Linked DNA regions of Zea mays: region 2 is linked to region 1. Evidence: chromatin contacts called from public Hi-C data. All regions are on one chromosome and are shown on one strand. Each heading gives the region's core, a stretch centred on a gene start, on an enhancer-like site or on the middle of the called end of the contact. The rest is flanking DNA. Distances are from core to core; before and after follow the strand shown.

Region 1 (6,999 bases), core at 2,742-5,241:
TTCGCGATGGTGGCACAGACGGTCCCGCGTGCGCAGAATCAGTTAAGGTTCCGAGTTTCTTGCGGGATTTGTTATCTAAAACCGTGGGATTAGCCCGGGAAACGACTTGTAGCAGATCCAGACCTCCCCCTTTATATAGACGAAGGGCTACGGCCAATTGAACCCCCACAATCGATCAAATCAAGTCTATTTCTCGTTTTTACTTATGCATTAGGAGTAGTTCTAGTTTAGCTCTAGATTAGCCTTTCCTTACCCCCAAATTCTTCGCTTCTCTTTGGCTCTACGTCGATTAGGGGTGTCTAGGGTGGCTTGCCGACCCTAGACGAAGGCTAGGATCTCTCCTCCCTGACAGGGTGCCTCCCGGGAGCGAGATTCAGGCATCGCCGGCGAACTCCGCCGCCCCTGCGCACGCGCGGACCGTCCAGCCTCTAGGCGCAGACCGTCCAGCCCGTCAAGCAGGGATCCCGAGCCCTACGATAGGTCACGGATCGTCTGGCCCCTGGCCGCGGACCGTCCGCGCCTGTGTAGAGAGCACCGCCGCAGGTTCTCAACACAGTGATTGGTGCCCGGATCGGCACCAACACCTCTCAATTTTAAACTCAAGCAATCAAAACACAGAGACATTCAAGCGATATGCTCTAGAGCCAACAAGCGAGTGGATACTTTCCAAATATTCTAGGGAATACGGAGGAACACTCACAACAAAACTCAAAAGTGATTCCCTCAACTCCAACCAAGGTGAAGTAAGAGCCCACATACAAGTAACCTAAATCAACTAGTACTTTGATGGCTTGAAAAACTTATTGGGTCCTAGAGAAGACCCACAAAAAATAAGAATAAAAAACAGAGAATTGAAATAGAAAAACCCTCTAAACTAGGTTGTTACTTATGCAAAACTCAACCTAACTACCCCAGAGGCCAGCTTGGCCACCCTAAATCTGGCCTAGCCATGATGACAATCTAGGCTATCCGGAATTTTCACTTTTAGCACCTCAAAACTTTCTCCCAAAAGGCAAAATTAACTCAAATCAACTATAAATGAGATGAAATTTGGCATTGAGGCAAATAAAGTTGTTCTAAGGAAAATGGACCAAGGCTCATTTGATAAATAGAGTATTGGTGTTTGAGGATCAATATGACCATTTGGACTAACAATGTTTTTCTAGTGTATTTCTCTATAGTTTAGTATATACAACATGGACTTAAAAGTAGGCAATGTGGTGATTGAGATTATCAACGCTTCATGAAACACATTAGAAGACTTATTAAGGATCTACCATCATGAAAGAGTCCAAGACACAAGATGAAACCTAGCTAAACACAAAGATCATAGAGAAACAAAACCATAAGGCATTATAGGGCATCAGACCCTAGCATCAAAGCATTGGACCATACTCTAGTACAGTTATGCTCATAGACGTGTTAGACTCATACTGTTCACCAGAGGCGTCAGATTGTATAGTGAAGGTGTCAGACCGAACCGACTAAGGATAAGGCGGTGAACTCGATCATCAAACCATTAACCGAGATATAATTTGACCAGATATAGAGACAATGTTCACTAGTGGGCCCACTAGTCAATGTGAAGGACGAGGAGGCGTCGGATCTTATACTATAGTCTGCTAGAGGTCATCAGACTAGACCAACAGTGTGTGGACTCTCAAGGAGTTGAATGCAAGATGTCGGATTGGGATATGTAGTTCGACAAAAATCAGACCAATGTGTAACTAGTCATTCGACTATAATGGATAGATTCAGACCGTTAGGACTCATGGCACAATCAAGACTAAATCGTTAACTATGAACGCAGAAAATGTGCATGTGAGGCAGTTTGCGATGTGTGTTGGAGATAGCCTAAGCCTCACGTCCGTCCTTTACCGCTCTCAGTTCATCGGCATGTGTCTACTTCAATTTCTCCATGACTATAGACCGTCTTTATGCTATATACTTACACACACCAACACAAAAGAAAGAGACATGTTGCATGCACCCACACGTGATGTGTAGTCTCCAAGCTTGACCAAAGTGGATCATCTTTTGATAATTACTCATCACAAATTCAACACATAAGGGCACATATTGGCCTTCTGATCACAGCTGAACAAATAGAAACAAGGAAGTGGCAAATGATATAATTTCTTGTGGAGAAGATCGGGTTCCTTAATTTAATTCAAAGGAGTGCATTGGTTCTTCCTAGAGTGCACACAGAAGACGCACACAGTCAGGGGCGTGCCTAGGGGTATGCTAGGTATGCCCTGGCTTACCCAATGTACCAAGCGTATACATATTGTGTCTATATATAATAAAAATTATTTTAAAATATTTAACATAAAAATATGTTGGGCTAACACTCTTGCATATTGTCCTTCCTTTATATTCAGACTTATAGTCTAAAGAATCTATCTGATAAAATCTTGAGATGGTCTATTAGACGAACAATACGATTATAAAATCGATGGTCCAATGATCGATCACTCGGATTCTTCGACTGACATTAGATGGCCTGTAAGACGGACGATATAATTATAAAAACAACATTCCAACGCTCGATCGCTTGGATTCTTTGACGGACGTGATGCGCGAGAATCTGCTAGAGGCTAAAGTGTTAGGTGTAGCTCGCGAAAACAAAAAAAAACATCCAAACAACTTTATGGTGGATCTTAAACTTTCGAGAGTCGAGAGACAAGGAAGAACCCTACACACGCACGTGATGCCTTGCCTGTCAAAAACGAGACTCAAAGTCGACCAATCTAATCATCGGGATATTCAATCTCTTGCTTTTTTTCTTTGCATAATAAAAATATGTATACTTTAATTGTTAGAATTTAAAATGTATTCATATTCCTTTGTATAACTGGATCTACGATTTATTCAACATCAAAACAATTGAGGTTGATCAACAACTCGATATATATTATGTGACTATTTGTATAATCACATGTGAGGGTTGAGGATTTAATCCGTACAAGTATACTTTATTTAATTATTTGGTATTATATTTTTTAAGTGAACAAAGATAATATAATTAAGAAATTGATTATATATCTTAGAAAGGCTAAGCTAAAAAGTCATATAAATTATAATATAATTTATGGATATTTTTAACTTACTTTTAAGACTTATTATTTATGATTTTAACTTAATCTTTATATTTAAAATTTAATGTGTAATTTGATGTAAAAACTGTTACTAAATTATCAAATGTTTTAATTGAATATAAATAAAAAATTTAGATGGCATACCCTGTAGTAAAATTTTTGATCCACTGCTGCACATATACCATGTGTTTGGTTGCCTTCCCTGTTGGTGCAACTGTATCTGCATATGCAAAATGTAGTGTTTGTTTGGTTCGCTGTATTGCGAGAGATAGGCTAGCACGAACCTTAAAGCGCCGCGAGTCAGGCCCGGCGGGAACGCCAGGAGCGGTCGCACGCGCGCGGCCAGGCTAGGGTGAGCCGGCTGTTTACTCAGGCACGCAAATCGAGATGTTGATTTTGTTGGTTTTTCTGTTATATCTTGTAATTAAAAGATTTAATTACCGAACCGATTTCATATCTGTGTTTCTAATATTTTTAGAAACGAAACTAGACCACACATGCTATGTTCACTTTAAATTAAAAAAATACGTGATTAAGATTAGTATATAATTAGTGTTTATTAACATGTAGTTAGTGTCTATTAAATAATTTTAACATATAATTATTGTCTACTAATACAATTTTCATTTATTTAATAACATTTTTAACTCATACAACAAATATTCATACCGGCAATCAAACAACATTTCTCATAAACCAGGCTGATCGCATGAAGACAACCAAACACAAGAAGTTGCATGTGTCTAGTCAGAGATCGACTCACTAGATACGAGACAGGCTCAACCATACAGCCAACCAAACAAGCCATAAAAACTTGAGCAGTACACGTTGACCTCTGATTTGGGTTGGCCAAGTATATATTCCGATGCCTTTTTTTCACAGGCCTGATATACGTACAAGCCCAGTAGGTGGCCCAAGCGACCAAGAATTCGTCCAGCAATGCGATGGCGGCCCAAAGGAGAGCGGTGAATAACAAGTTTATGCAACAGGCCAACAGCTAGCTAGCCGCAGACCGCAGTTTTTCCATGCAACTTGCGTGTCTTGTTTGTTTGGGTAAAGAAACCAGCATGATGATTCTTTTGTTTGTCTTCTATTTTTGCTGCCACTAAACTTAGAAATGATTTGCAATAATATATAATTACTTCCAGATGAACAATATGTTGCTACTACTATGAAACCTCAAACTTTTGTTTTCTTATGCTAACATGCATCTCTGTGGAGTTAAAAATAAAAATAAAATGAGCTTCTCCTTATTGAAAACCATCACACTCCGTGCCAACCTGTCAATCATCTCCATGCATCAATGCACGAATGTGCAGTTGGCAATGTGGCTGAATCAGAACCTTCTACTTCGATTCTACCCCACCAGCAGCAGCAGCAGCAAGCAAGTGGTCCAAAGAAAAATTGTAGAAAACAAGTGAGGCAGCTCAAAGAAAAATGTGGCTGTAAGTCTCTCAGGTAACATGCAACCAACCAAACCACCCAAACTTGGCGGCGGCCACGGGCATCCATGTGAGTCGTAGTTAGGGATAGAAAAAAAAATTGGACTCACATGAAACTGGGTCTGAATGTCATATTTTACCATATTTTAGTTCGGATTCAAATATGGATGCTGATCTTTTTGAATATGAATACAAAACAAATGTCTCAAATTCGGATTTCTATTTGGATATTTACTCGATTCAACTCAAAGTGCATATTGTTAAATTTTACATAGATGAATAGAAAATTTTCTACTAAGTTCGTCAATAACCAAAGTGAAATAAAATCAGAATGCCCTTCTAATGATCTCCAATGTAGAAGTGAACTAAATTATAATGGATGGTATTAAATAAAAGATGGTAGGCAACAAGTAGACATTTTGATTTATCAATTTTGATAATTATTAGAGAATAAAGTATGTTGGTATACAACATAACCAAGAATAACTCATTATATATATATATATAATTTTTCAATCAATCAATCATTATTTATATAATGTTTATCATAAAATTATAAATTATATAAATTAATTGACATAAAAAATTATTAAATAATTTGCAACAAAATATATTAGGTTTAAAATGCATTATAAAAATACTAAAATTAATTTAATATTTATGTATCATTAATAGTATTAAATTAATATTAAAAATTACATACAGATACAATATAAATGGTTTTAATGCATCATTAATAATATTGAAATGAAATAATTAGTCACTAGTTATAGAGATAAAAAAATTAAACAGATATGTTATACTTGTTCTTCGCGGATGCGGATAAATGTGGAATATTCTATATTTTTTTGTTAAATACGGATCTAAAATTGGATAAAGAAATATTATAAGAACAATGAATTTGAATAAGGAAAATCATATCACGTTAGAAACAGATATGAATTCAGATATACGTATTACAAGTTTTAGACCATTTTTCTTTTATATTGCTCCAGTAGCCCGCCCATGCATGTTCAGATCAGATCCAACAGACCTAAATTCAGACGGCATCATTCACAAGGACCACGGTCCATCAATGCAGCTTATTTAAATGATCAACCGGCAGGCTCGTGTAGGCCGCACGATCTTTGATCTGACGGTGCTGTGAGAGCTGGGCGATGCATGGGCAATTGGATCGTCGTCTGCTCATAGTTAACTGGCCGGCACCGAATTGATGACACAGTGTTACTACTGTGCTACGGTCATACTTGGAGTCTCTGCTGGACCATATGTGCATGCAAATCATGTGCCAATCGTTTGTTCATGGCATTGAATCAGTAGCAGGGATGACAGCTATGCACCGAGTTTATACCTATCTATTCACTAGTGTGTAGTGTGTTATCTACTATACTCCATCTGTCCCAACATAAAAAAAACATTCTCGTTACAAAAATAAAACTATATAAATTAAACAAACTTCATAAAATACAACAAATTTTTAAAAACAAATAAAACTACAAAATTCATATAAAAACTACTTGTCCGCCTCGCTTTCCTCGTTCCCTCGTTCATCCAGTTTTAATTCTTTGCTTAACCATTTAACGGCTAACATGTGGATCCTTCTCATATCTTCGTTCATGTTGTCGATGTTTAGAACCAGTGGCGGAGCTCTATAAAACTAACGCCCCGGGCCACTATAAAATATGAAGGTAACCCTAAAATATTGTACGGCTAAATATAACGCTAAAACAAAATATACCAAAAACATAGACTAAAATATTTTACCTCAATTCAGTATCTAAAAATACAATAAACTTGAAAAAATATAAAGGTACCTAATTAGAGGTGATTTGGTCCTTTCTCGCCTCTAATAACTTCATCAACATTAGCACTTAAATTTGAACCTACACATTGCAAGTTAATTATTTGTATAAAATGAGAGATACAATATAACAATATAACTAATGAATGCAAAATTTTATACCACTTGAACAATCTAGTATTTAGCTCGCTCACTACAATCACTAGTAATAAAAAAGAAGTTGAGAAGAGTTTTACTGCTTAGTGCTTACAGCTAGTTAGAGTCTATCACCCTAGAGGCGTGTGGAGCAGTGGATGTGGATGGAGATTGGAATGGAGGCCGACTGCCTCACTGCAACACTGCCCGAGTGGGCACTGACGGCCGACGCTGGCCCTGGCAGCCTGGCTGGTTGGTCAGACCCAGACGACGGAGCAGCGGACGGCGGATGGGCACCGGACGACCGACGACGCACGGGCGGACGGGCGCGCCGCGCGCGAAGCCAAGTTGGTGGAGGCGGCCGGCGAGCGCCGTCATGCGTGGTCACGTGGATGCGCAGGCAGGCAGCGAAGCGGCTGGGAGCGTGGGATGGAAGGCAGCCAGGCAAGGAAGAGTAGCAGGCCTTTGAGGCCGGTTAGGGTTTCTTTTGGGCTAAAATTTTCTCTATATATACATAAACGTT
Region 2 (6,999 bases), core at 1,204-3,703, 250 kb before region 1:
GAGAGGAAAAGGGTTGAAAAAGACCTGGCCTCCATGGCCTCCTCAACGGGGAGTAGGTTCATTGGAACCGAACCCCGGGAAACAAATCATTGTATTAATTTGTGTTGATCATTAACTTGCAATTTTATTCTTCCTCTCTCCTCTCTCTAAAGTTCTCTTGCTCACAATCTTTTGAGTTTGCTCCCAAAGTTATCCACGTTGATTGAGCAAATCACAGCAAGAAGAACTCTCTTCCGCACTTCGTATTCATTATAATTTGTTTGTAATCCTAACCCCAGGTGAAGTTTGTGTTCAAAGTTTATAATTTACAGGTTTTGCCTATTCATCCCCTCTAGGCGACTTTCAGTTGTAATAAATGCTTGTTTCGTATTAATAAAGCAATATGTTTTGATATAATCCACTATATGATGTCGCTATACATGTGATTATTATACTGATTACATGTATAGTGGACATTCAATTTTGTCCTTAAAATTGAGTGTGGTAGAAGTGGTATCAAAGCCCTGTTGACTGACGGAAGCCTAAAGTAGAACTAGTTGACCTTAACCCTATTTTGTTCAAACTTAGTCTCCCCTTTAAGGTAAAAACTTATGCTATTCTTACCCAATAGAAACTAAGTTGATATACTCTTGCTTTGTTTCTAGATGGCATGTACCCGTGTGACCGCCAGCAGGAAGAGTACCATAGGACACATTTGCACCAACACTAGAGTTTTTCCACCCCCTTCACTACCTGAGGAGGCCCCCTTGCACATCACCGCTGAGGACATCTTAAGGACACAGAGTTCAACGATTGGTTCCTTGAGCCAGAGGACGAATCTCCACACTTTACCTTTGGGTTTTTAATTTGAGTCAAAATCTAATTGGTTTTTGTTCTTGAGTTGCTTCCTCTCATCCTTACTCTTTTGATTGAGTTTTTGAGTTAATTCTTGGCTTTGCAATTTTAGGATGTGTCTTGGGTTTGATCTTTGGTTTAAAAACACTCGTAGAATCATTGCAACCTTTGGTATGAGTTGATCCAATTCAGGGACTAGTTTTCTACATATTTGCACTTTTGACAAAACCTCAATTTGGTTTGAGTTTTTTGATATAGGTTAGATGTTTTCATATTTTGGTGCTCAAACTTATCAAGTCATTTCTCCTTCTTCTATTCTTGTTGTCTACAAAATTTGGAGGCAATCAGAGCAAATTTTGTCACACGACACTACCACTCCACGCGTGTCACTGTCAGATTTTTGGCCGACACTGTCGCGCTGCTCTAAGGGTCTCCTTTTTGGTCTTTACTCTAACTTTTTACTGTTCAAATCAAATTCTTTTTGGTTTAGTGGATTTATAATCATCCCATGAACGTTTGGATCATCTAATCAACAAGTGATTAATGTGCTCTTGATTTGACCCTTTTGGAGTTTTTTGTGTCTTTAGGTGTTGGGTTGAACTTTGGGAATCAAGCCAAGAGTGCTGCAATACAAGGATTTCTATTGGCCCCCATCCACTCTCCTCTAATCACTTCTTCAATCCTTCAAATTATCTATAGAATAATTATTTAGCGATTGATTTGAACGTAAATACAACCTTAAAATTGCTATTTTCCCCTAAATTATGTTACATCTGTACATATTATAGCTCAAACGATATAAGGTCTAATAGAAAATCACTATAGTATATGTATCTACTTAAAATAATACATTACATCTATAGAGATGCTCATATGAGAGGATGAACTCGCTAAATTTAAAAATCTAGATCTAGAAACAAACCATGCAATTTAAAATATCTAGATAAAACAAAAAAATATTATATAGTCTTCATCATACGATACATTAAACCTATATTTTCTACGCCCCCTCGGTAATCTACATAATATTTCTTTAGAGATTGATTTAGATCCAAATACAACCAACCATATAATTTAAAATATCTAAACAAAGAAAGTAACTATTTCAACCATGCTACATGAGAGAGGATAAATTTGCTTACATTTATACACTTAAATGAGTGAAAACTTAATATTTTTTAGAAAAAAAAGTTAAGCATCACATACTTTCCTTAAAGCTTATGGTGCCGCCAAGAAAACTCCTCTCCACGGAGGAAGATATTTTACAAAACACATTAGTATCGGTTGGTGTCTCCAACAAGTCATTAGTACCGTTTGAATACACCAATAATGCTTACTTGTTGTGTTCAATGGATACTAATGATTTAATATTAGTAGTTAGTACTGTTTAAGGGCATCTCAACAGTTACCAATGCCTCATGGATATACCAATTAAAATCGGTACTGACGTTTGCAGCATTATATTACTATAATTCTAAAGCAACCAATACTCGTCAGACGAAAGCCCCTTGGTGGTTGGGCCGCTCTTGGATTCGTGTGGCGTGGTGCAGACGCTTCTGGCCCTAGGTGGTGCATTCAGGTGTGGCGCCTTCAGCTGCCATTACGTGGGGGGCGCGAGGCACGAGTTGGGCTAGCTGGAGGGCTGTGCGACAATGCACGCGGGAAAGTGAGGGCAGACGTGGATAGAGAGCTAGCTCGACTCGGTTCGACTAAGTTTAAGTGAATCGAGCTAAACAACTAGCTTAGGTCGGTTCGGCTCGTTTGCAAGCTTAAGATGACTTATTTTAATTCGTGAACCACAATAAAAAATACACATATATATAATAATATAATCAATTGCTAATTAATTCTAGACAATTAACACTAAAAATGAGTAAATATATTCACAATTTCGCATACCACATCAATTCAACACCAAATTAATATATTTCAACGTTTAGTAGTTCATCCAACACAAGTGGAGGCTTTGTTTTACTAATAAATGCTAGCTCCTCCAAGCTAACGAGCTGGATCGAGTTTAGCTCGAGCTGTCTCGTTAACAAACTGAGCTTAAATTTCAGCTCAGTTTGTGACAACTAAAACGATTTGAGTCGAGCTTGACACAAGCCAAGCGAGTTGACGAGCCACAATATTTTGTCCAGCGCAAGGCGCGACGTCAACGAGCCGAGTCAAGCTAGACACGAGCAGAGCGAATTGATGAGCCACAGTATTTTGTCGAGCGCAAGACACGTCATCAGCCACCTAGGCTAGCTACTCTGCTAACTAGCTGCTTTTCTCTTTCTATTTGTCTTTTAAATTATATAATTCCTTTTCCTATTTTTTATTTCTTCTCTCTAGCACATATACTTGTATACGTGTATATATGCATGCTAGTAAGTCCACTAGGTTAACCCTATAGAGTGAGCCATGCTAGTGCTATTAGCCATTCACATTCATAGCAACTTAGTTTGCAAAAGTTGATTAATCATTTATTAAAAAGTCAAGAGAATCAAGTAACACTACCGGAATTTGGCTATTTGCCGAGTGCCAAATATTTTGCCGAGTGTTTTTCGGGCACTCAGTAAAGAAGCATTTTTGTCGAGTGCCACGCAAAAAACCCTCGATAAAAGAAAACATTTGGCGAAGAAGCTCTTTGCCGAGTGTTTTATTTTTGATACTCGACAAAGAGTTTCTTTGCCGAGTGTTTTTTTGACACTCGGCAAAGAGTTTCTTTGCCGAGTGTCAAAAATATAACACTCGGCAAAGAACTTTTTTGCTGAGTGTTTTTTTCAACACTAGGCAAAGACAATTTAAAAATCACATTTTAAAGCAGTAAATTAATTCAAATGAAAAAGTTTTCAACTACAAATTTGTATAATGATGTACAATTTATATTTTGAACATTCGATAAAATAAAAATAAATTTGTTCATAAAACCTATATCTCTTTTGTAGTTAATGAAACTACGAGAGAGATGTATAAGATTTGTGCATATTGCTAGAGTTGGGCTAGCTGGAGGGCGTGCGACAATGCATGCAGGAGAGTGAGGGCAGACGTGGATAGGGATGGATATACAGCTAGCCCGGCTCGGTTCGGCTAAGTCTAAGTTAATCGAGCTAAAAACTAGCTCGACTCGGCTCGGCTCGTTTGCAAGCTCAAGATGACTTATTTTAATTCGTGAACCACAATAAAAAATGCACATATATATAATAATATAATTAATTCTAGACCAATTAACACTAAAAATGAGTAAATATATTCACAATTTTGCATACCACATCAATTCAACACCAAATTAATATATTTCATCGTTTATTAGTTCATCCAACACAAGTGGATGCTTTGTTTTACTAATAAATGCTAGCTCGTCCAAGCTAACGAGCTAGATAGAGTTTAGCTCGAGCTGTCTCGTTAACAAACTGAGCTTAAATTCTAGCTCGGTTTGTGACAACTAAAACAATTTGAGTCGAGCTAGACACAAGCCGAGCGAGTTGACGAGCTACAATATTTTGTTCAGCGCAAGGCGTAGCGTCAGCTAGCCGAGTCGAGCTGGACACGAGCCGAGGAGCTGACGAGCCACAGTATTTTGTCGATCGCAAGACGTGGCATCAGCCACCTAGGCTCTAGCTACTATGCTAACTAGCTGCTTTTCTCTTTCTATTTGTCTTTTAAATTATATAATTCCTTTTCCTATTTTTTATTTCTTCTCTCTGGCACCTATACTTGTATACGTGTATGCTAGTAGTCCACTAGGTTAACCCTATAGAGTTAGCCATGCTAGTGCTATTAGCCATTCACATTCATAGCAAATTAGTTTGCAAAAGTTGATTAATCATTTATTAAAAAGTCAAGAGAATCAAGTAAGAAGCAACTCACATGTTGTGCTATTGCATATGCTCACACATCTAGTTAAGGTTATGCAATTGTATTTAGGTTTGATTTTGTATGCATATATTCACCATACAAGGTATTGAAAAAAGTTTTTGGAAGTTAGGTTTTTTTTGGCTGTGAGAGATTTTCAGAGTTCTTACACACACCTTCTATAAACAAAATGTGGCTATGAAAACTTCATGCCTTTTACACTAAAAACAAACATCATGCATCTTGAAAAAGAACAATGGAAAGAAAGAAGCATCCATATCAACACAGCTCATCCAAAGGGGATTCTCTCTGAAGGTGACGACGATGAAAGGATGATAGAGTCAGAGCCTCTTGGACCTCATCGCATAGGTACGTATGGGATAGAACTATAGGCAACAACTGGTCCCAATTGCCATGCGTGTTCGTAGTGGAATTCAAATTGTTTGCATTGCATGGATAGATTTTGATATGTAAGGATCTGCTAAAGCGAGTCTCGTTTTGGTTTGAGCTAAGGAGCGTGATGCCTATGGGAAAAAAATTGAACTCCAATTCGTTGACCACTTGGACATCAAATGGGATGGCACAGACCAAGGCATAAGATCCTCGTAGGTGTCGGCACGTCAAGGCATATAACAACAGTGTAGCTCTCTTTGGTTAGGTCTGGACGACGTCCTTGTGAAGCACATTGTATAGAATCACAAGGACAATGTGAATTGTACCATGCCTCACACGCCTATATAGATTTCCGTAGAGAAGGTGAAAGCCAGTACCGGAATCCAGCTCTTTACCGAGTGTTCGGCACTTTGCCGAGTGCATTTTGTCGGGCGCTCCGCAAAGAATTCTTTATCGAGCGTCGCACTCGGCACTCTCGGTAACGATGGGGCACTCGGCAAAAAAATTTTAGACACTCGACAAAATAGTTGTTTCCGGTAGTGAGCACTACAAAAATCATTTTTACTAAAAGTTGACTCTTGTATGTCTCGGCCAGTTTTTAATTTGAACTATGGTTGAGAACAGATTGCAGTTGAATTGAACTGCTGACGAATTTAATTCTGTAATTTTGTTTGCTTGAATGAAATGGTCACAGTACCCCTTGATCGGCTGGCCTAGAGGCAAACTAACTAGTTGCAGGCAGGAGCCACAATACCCCTTGTGAACTTGAGGAGTCAAGTACTAAGCAAACAAACCAAGAAGAATCAAAGGATTCTAGAGCAATGGAGATTGCTCTACGGAGCACTAGCTTTCTCTCTCTCTCTCTCTCCTTTGATGCTTTCTTTTCCAGGCGAGTACTATCAAGGCAGATATAGGGGATACGAATCTCTCTATCCAAACATTCAATCCTCCATGCTTGTGCCGGATGTTTGCGTCATGTATTAAAAAAAATTTGGAAAAGAAACACAAGAGAGAAAAGATCAGATAATATATATCTGACTTTCTTCAGATGCCCCTGCATGCAGCATCATACAGGTAGATAGCAACTGTGCTGTGTCACAGGAGCATCTTTTTGTTCTAGCCTTGCATTGCTAGCTAGCTTTTTAGCTCACTGATGGAAGAGTTTTCTAGGGACGGAAGGGAAGATTACTGCAACGCGACGTCGTCGGCTCGTAGCATCGCAACGCAACGCGACGCAACGCCGCCTCATATCTGATAAGGTCAGCTAGGCTGGGCTGCTGGTTCAGAAAGCAGCGGCAGCTCAATCTGCTGAGAAAAGCCGCCGCGCGCATGCATGCATGCAGATGCAAGTTGGATGGATGGCTGATATATATATATTCCGTGCCACACAGAGATAAGGCTGCTGCAGGTCAGTGAGGCGATGGATGATCCTGCCTGACTGGCTGCCTGTTTCAATTCAGAGATGCTATTCTGAAGCTTGCTGCTGAGGGGATTGATCCCTGGTTCCTACGAAACCGGCTCCATCGATCGATCAACCGGCCGGTCGGAATTGGTTCCATCGCATGTGTCGTTTCACGAAGAGCTGTGGCCGTACCATACTGGTATTAGTTCCCAGTCATTGTTGTATTATTTGTATATGACATAAGCATGCACCATGCATGGCCTGTGCCATGTGGAAAATGCAGTAGCTTCACCACAACCAATTGCTGTAACAGCTAATTAAGCTGTACATTTAGAAAATTCTGGTTTATATGCAAGGCTGTGTGTATACACAGTTACACACACAACTCATGCACTAGTTTGTCGATTGTTTAGGGCTTGTTCGGTTGTATCTGGATTGAAGGGATTTAGAGTAGATTAAATTTCTCCCTAGTTAAAATTAAATAGAAGATGATTTAGTCTCCCTCAATCCTCTTTGATAATAACGTAACC

The links. Hi-C and Micro-C count contacts between places; a contact is called where the count stands out from the background.
Region 2: a Hi-C map of tassel shows a contact between it and region 1, with 2.5 times the contacts expected there. The contact joins two enhancer-like sites. A contact is called at or near these places in 2 of 25 Hi-C or Micro-C datasets (ear and tassel).

Annotation. Positions count from the first base shown.
Region 1 is chr10:25,360,728-25,367,726 of Zm-B73-REFERENCE-NAM-5.0, reverse strand. No RefSeq gene overlaps it. Among protein-coding and RNA genes, the nearest start is that of LOC103640963, 10 kb to the left of the region's middle. Within about 2 kb of position 3,991, at least 15 of the 20 cell types and tissues checked have an H3K27ac peak or open chromatin away from gene starts, as enhancers often do. A contact at or near this core is called in ear and tassel, where this site is marked.
Region 2 is chr10:25,605,020-25,612,018 of Zm-B73-REFERENCE-NAM-5.0, reverse strand. No RefSeq gene overlaps it. Among protein-coding and RNA genes, the nearest start is that of LOC103648196, 24 kb to the right of the region's middle. Within about 2 kb of position 2,453, at least 12 of the 20 cell types and tissues checked have an H3K27ac peak or open chromatin away from gene starts, as enhancers often do. A contact at or near this core is called in ear and tassel, where this site is marked.